Regions from separate parts of the Pan troglodytes genome. Here region 2 is linked to region 1. The links are chromatin contacts, called in public HiChIP or PLAC-seq maps. All regions are on one chromosome and are shown on one strand. The core of a region is the stretch at or near the end of the contact, and the rest is flanking DNA. Distances in the headings are between cores, read along the strand shown. Region 1 holds the start of RPS19BP1 (ribosomal protein S19 binding protein 1). Region 2 holds the start of MRTFA (myocardin related transcription factor A).

Region 1 (2,700 bases), core at 24-2,523:
CCCCTGACTCCACCCGTGTGACCTTCGCCTCTCTGTGTTTGTTTCCTCGTCTGTAAAATGCAAAAGACAATTCCTACCTGGAAGGGTAGGGGGGATAAACAAGTTAACAAATGTAAAGCACGTAGAACAGCACAAATGCTTGAGTTTGTGTTGGTTGTTATTATTACTATCTAGCCGATGGAGCTTAAACGGTGTGGTCTATCCCGGAGGACGAACTCCAGGTCCCACACTCTGTGGTGTCAAGTACACAGAAGGCCCTCAGAACCCGGCTGAGTGAACCCAGTGGTCCCTTCTGATTCACCGTTCACTTATTGCGTGTCTTCTCCATGCCAGGTGCTGGGCTGCCAGCTGCAGATGGAGCAGCGAACAAGCCCAGGGCTCCTCCCCCAGGTAAGCAGTGTCACTTCTAGGCCAGAGGGGCTCAAATGTTTTGGTCTAAGAAGCTTCTTACATTTAAAACTTCAGAATCCCCTCACTCCTGTAATCCCAGCACTTTGGGAGGCTGAGGTGGGCGGATCACTTGAGGTCCGGAGTTCAAGACCAGCCTGGCCAACATGGCAAAACCCCGTCTCTACTAAAAATTTTTTAAAAAGAAAATTAGCCGGCCGTGGTGGCGGGCGTCTGTAATCTCAGTTACTCGGGAGGCTAAGGCAAAACAATCGCTTGAACCCGGGAGGCGGAAGTTGCAGTGAGCCGAGATCGCTGCACTCCAGCCTGGGCGACAGAGCGAGATTCCGTCTCAAAAAAAAATTTAATTTAATTAAATAAAATAAATTTTAAAAAATTCAGGATCCCAAAGAACTTTTGTATGTAGGCAACTGATATTTGTCATACTAGAAACTAAAACAAAAATTTTACATATTCATTAATTCACTTAAAATGACAATAAACCCATTGCTTGGTAACATAACGTATTTTATGAGAAATAATTGTAGTTTTCAAAACAAAGATATGTCTTTAATGTCTGGCTTAAGGGAAGACAACTGGATTCTCATGCCGCACTCAACCTGTGCGATACCTAGTGCTGGTTGAAGTATATGAAAAACACTCCGCCCTGTCCCCATCCTAGCCCGCCACGGAGCCACGAGACCCGAGAGGATTGGCCAACCCGGCGGAGCAGGTTGCGGACGACTTCCGGGGAAGGAGGGGACTGAGCGCCAGGAGCCAGGTAGATTGGGATTGAATAACACATGTGTCTTTCTGCGCCTTGGACCCGCCTCCAGTTTCCGCCCCTTCTTCCGCTCAAGTGTAAACCCCTAACGCATGCGTCCTAAGAAAGATGGGCACTTCCGCCCATCCCCCTCCGGAACCCTCTGTTCGGGCTCGGGTTTCCACCGAGACGACAGGGACTGCCAGGTCGGAAGTAGTGTGAGGCTCGTGGGCGGAGCCAAGCGCCGCCATGTCCGCCGCCCTGCTGCGGCGTGGCCTGGAGCTGCTGGCGGCGTCCGAGGGTGAGGAGGGCTGGCCAGGGGACGTCCGGCGCGGGCAGGAGGATGGCAGTGGCTGTGGGCGGGAGCCCTGGATGGAAAACAATCCAGGCCGGGCTTAGCCCCAGTGGCATGGGAACGCTGCGCGCCCTCTGACCTGGGTCTCTTCCTCTCTCTTCCCCTACAGCCCCCCGGGACCCTCCAGGTCAGGCCAAGCCGAGAGGGGCTCCGGTGAAACGGCCCCGGAAGACGAAGGCAATTCAGGCCCAGAAACTGCGGAACTCGGCCAAGGGAAAGGTGCCCAAGTCGGCACTGGGTAAGTTCGGGAAGGGGCTGAAAGTGCTGCCTCCGGTGCTGGGACCTGCGCCCCAGAGGAGGTGGCGCTTGAGGCAGGGCTTGAAGCGTTCGCCCGGTATTGCTAGACCTACTGTGTGCCAGGCGCGGAGCGGGGCCCTGGACATACGAAGGTGACAGAACACGCCACCGTCCTGGTCCTCGTGGACTACGGCCCTAGTGGGGAGAGAAGCATCAAAGAATATCAAACCCAGTGTGTCATTGCTAAGTGCATTGAAGCCTATGAATTAAAAGACTACGGTACTCTGATGGGGACTTAGGCCAAGTCAGCCTTCTCTGAGGAAGCGACATTTCAGCCGAGAGCTGAAGGATGTATAAGAGTGAGCTAGGTGAAAAGTAGGAGAATATTCTAGGAAGAATAGTATGTGCAAAGGTCCTGAGTCAGAAAGGAGGTTGTTGCCTTTGAGAATTTGAAAAAATAAAGGCTGGTAAAGGTGACCTAGTGAATGAGGATCAAAGATGGAGCATTTAAACACATTCACTAACACTCTGTACCAGGTGCTGATTCTAAGTGCTGTACAAATGTAAGCTCGTTTGATCCTTACAGCAGCCCTTTGAGGTCGATACTACTATCACCCCCGTTTTACAGATTCAGAAAAAGGCACCTGCCCAGGTGGTACAGGCATTGTGGCTGCCCAGGCATTGTGTCTCCAGAGTGCTGCTATTACCTACTCCATTGAAATAGGACATGCTGTGGCCTGGGCAGTGGCTATAGCAGCAGAGATAACAAGAGAATTGTGCAGGTGGAAAATATGTTGAAGAGGGGGCAGCAGAGAATTTCAGCCTTTAGAGGGGTTTTAGTGGTGAATTGGCTGTGAAGGTGGAGCCTAGTTTCTTGGGGGACGTAGTGTCACTTAATAGACATAAAGACTTTTGGAGGGGCTGGTGTAGGCAAGATGGTGATATTTTGACATGTGTC
Region 2 (2,700 bases), core at 163-2,662, 1.1 Mb before region 1:
TCTCCCACCCTCCCTCTGAGTTCACCCATGGGCAGTCCCAGAAGCCTTTGATGGGGAAAAGGGGGTCATAGTGAGAATTTACCTTGGAATGTAAAGTGAGCGGCCCCTTTTCAGTCTTTGCATCTTCACGCGGGTCCGCCCCAAACCTAGAAGAACGCCCCTGACCCCTTCTTCTTCTATCTACTGTTACTCCTTCCTCTGACTCTGGTGACCCCATCCCGGACGCCTTCCGGAAAGCGCCTCCCCCTTTTCCACCCCATCGAGTTGGGGTTATTTCTCCTTTTCTGGGCTCTCTCCCATTGCTGGGGAGGAAGGCGGATACGAAGGGCCTGCATGACCGCGGCTGTCATCACAGTGGGCCTGGCTTACCTTGTTGCTCTCTCCCCTTTTGCCTTTCTCCTTTCTCCCTGTTGCAGTCATGGACTTCACTCATAATACATATACATATACATATGCATATGCACATGCACATACACATACACATACATATACATATACATGTTTTTAAATCGGGCAGCCACCCGCTCCCCGCCCTCAGCCCGGAATAGGTTCAGAGAGGTGCCCGGGTTCACTTGCGGAGCGTGTGGCCTCTGCGCCTAACGCGCGCCCCTTCACTACACGAATGGGTGCGGGCAAGGGTATAGGATTTTAGAATTCCAAGAGTTGTCGGGGGTCATCCCGTGGAATCCTCTCTTTTGCAGATGCTCTTCCTGGAGTCTTCCGATGCAAGCTCTTGGGCTCACGCAGCCCTTTTCCTCTTCTAAGCCCAGAGCGCTTTCGCTGCTGCTGAGCTCCACGGCCTCGGCAGATAGGGAGGGGCAGGCAGGTGTCAGTGTCCTCCCTTTCACCGTTGGGGAAACTGACTCAGAGAAACAAGGCGAGGGGCCTCGGCGGGGCGGGACCGTAACGGGAATTCAAGGCTCCAGGCCAGAGCGGAATTTATTGTGTCTGGTTTTGGGAAGCGTGAATGTGAAATGATCGACTTCGGAGCCCCAGGCGGAGACCCTTCAGTCCCCGACAAGAATCGGGATGGGGTCTGGGATTAATGCAGTAATTACTCGCGCCTGGGCATTGACCCCTTGGCAACTTGGCAAGATCCGGCAGGGTCCACCGCCCTTCCCTTCACAGGGTGACCACAGGGCTGCGGCCTCTTTAAGGCCCAGCGCTCCGCCCCCGGCTCGTCGCCAACCCCCTCGCCGCAGCTCAGCCAGTTCCAGACTTTCCTCAGAGATGAGGTCATCTCCCCGTTGCCCATTGGCTGCGCCGTGCCGTCAGTCACAGGAAGTCAGGCCGCCGTCTTCGCCTTCTTCATGCCGCTTCCTTCTCCGCCCGCCCCTTAGTCCGCAGATCACGACCCGATCAGGCCTCTGATTGGCTAGCGCCGCCGTCACTTCTCCAGCGGACAGTCTTCAGGACGGGAGGCGGGCGTGGTGGGCGGGCCCGCAGCTTCCGTGGCTGAGAGGAGCCGGCGGCGGCAGTGTCTGTGGTGGCCGCGGCGGCGAGAGCGACGGTCCCATCTTTCCCACCCTCTCGGTTGCCGCTGGCCACACGCCCTCCGCTGGCGGCGACTTCTCAGCTCCGTGCGCCCGGGCTGGACAGTGAGCCTCGAGAGGAGACGCGGGCGGCTAGAGCCGGAGTGGGGCGAGCCGCGGAACCCGGCCGGGAGCCGCGCGAGGCGGTGAGTGAGAGTCCGGGTTGGGGACCCCTCCCCCACCGCGGCCTCGCCCCGCCTGGAGCATCCTTTTTCCCCCCCGACCCTGCTGCGCGCGTCCTCGGGGGGGTCGGGCGAGGCGGCCCTCGCGTCCCCGGCCCTCTTCTCGCCGGCCTTCTGCCCCTGCCCTCGGGGCCAGAGTCGCAGAGCGGCGGTCACTGTGCCGGGGCTGGGACCCGGGCCGGGGCCGGGGCCGGGGCCGGGCCGGGCGGGCGCGGTCGTGCACCTGTGCACTGCCTGGCAGGGCTGTGCTGCGCGGGGCGGGGAGGCACGGAGGTCCTCGCCCTCGCTTCTCCCGGGATGTGTTTTGATTGCAGGGATGGGGTGTCGGCCGCTTTCTCTGGGGTCTTGTGCAGACCTTCAGGATCCAAGTGCAGTCCTTGGGATTCCCAGGCAAGGAGGCTCAGCTGGACTTGTTGGTGCCAGTATAGCAAACCTGAATGCTGCCAGGTGTACAGGGCTCTGCAAATCTGAAACTTGATGGCCAAGAACTTTACCTCCTAAGAAAGCGTCTGTCAGGACGCTGATTGCAGTCCACCCTCCCCGCTTCGGGTACCTTTGATACTCCATAGTGCCTAGGGCTGGACCTTTTGAGTCGACTCCCAAACCTGCCACTTGCTAGCTGTGTAATCTTGTGCCTTGGTTTCCTCGTCTGAAAAATGAGGATAATAGCACCAATCGCATACAGCTGTTTGTTGTAAGTGTCGAATGAAATAATTCACGTGAAGCGTTTGACACAGTGCTTGGCCCATAGTAAGGGCCCAAGAAATGTTTGCTTTTGGGATGTTGAGAATGCCTGGTTTGCCTGTGTGCCTTTAAGCACTAGCCCAGCTAGGCATTGTCAAGATTTCTCTCTGTTGTCTCCCTGTTATGCAGCATAACGAAAGGGCAGTTGAATGGTTAACTGCTTGCCAGCCTCTGTTTGGCATGAAGTGTGTGTATATACAGGAATGTGGAATACATCACTTAAATATAATAATGGAATTACC

What was found. HiChIP or PLAC-seq counts read pairs in DNA pulled down with a chosen protein or histone mark.
Region 2: a contact with region 1 is called in an H3K4me3 HiChIP or PLAC-seq map of stem cell-derived excitatory neurons, with 12 times the contacts expected there. The contact joins the promoter of MRTFA here to the promoter of RPS19BP1 in region 1. A contact is called at or near these places in 1 of 7 Hi-C or Micro-C datasets (stem cell-derived neural progenitor cells) and 1 of 1 datasets of contacts at active chromatin or transcription factors (stem cell-derived excitatory neurons).

What each region holds. Positions count from the first base shown.
Region 1 is chr23:41,529,544-41,532,243 of NHGRI_mPanTro3-v2.0_pri, reverse strand. RPS19BP1 (ribosomal protein S19 binding protein 1) reads left to right here and starts at 1,273. Exons shown (of 4, transcript XM_515142.6): 1 at 1,273-1,451; 2 at 1,615-1,743. The coding sequence starts at 1,400.
Region 2 is chr23:42,630,785-42,633,484 of NHGRI_mPanTro3-v2.0_pri, reverse strand. It overlaps MRTFA (myocardin related transcription factor A), which reads left to right and starts at 1,412. Exons shown (of 14, transcript XM_016939226.4): 1 at 1,412-1,678.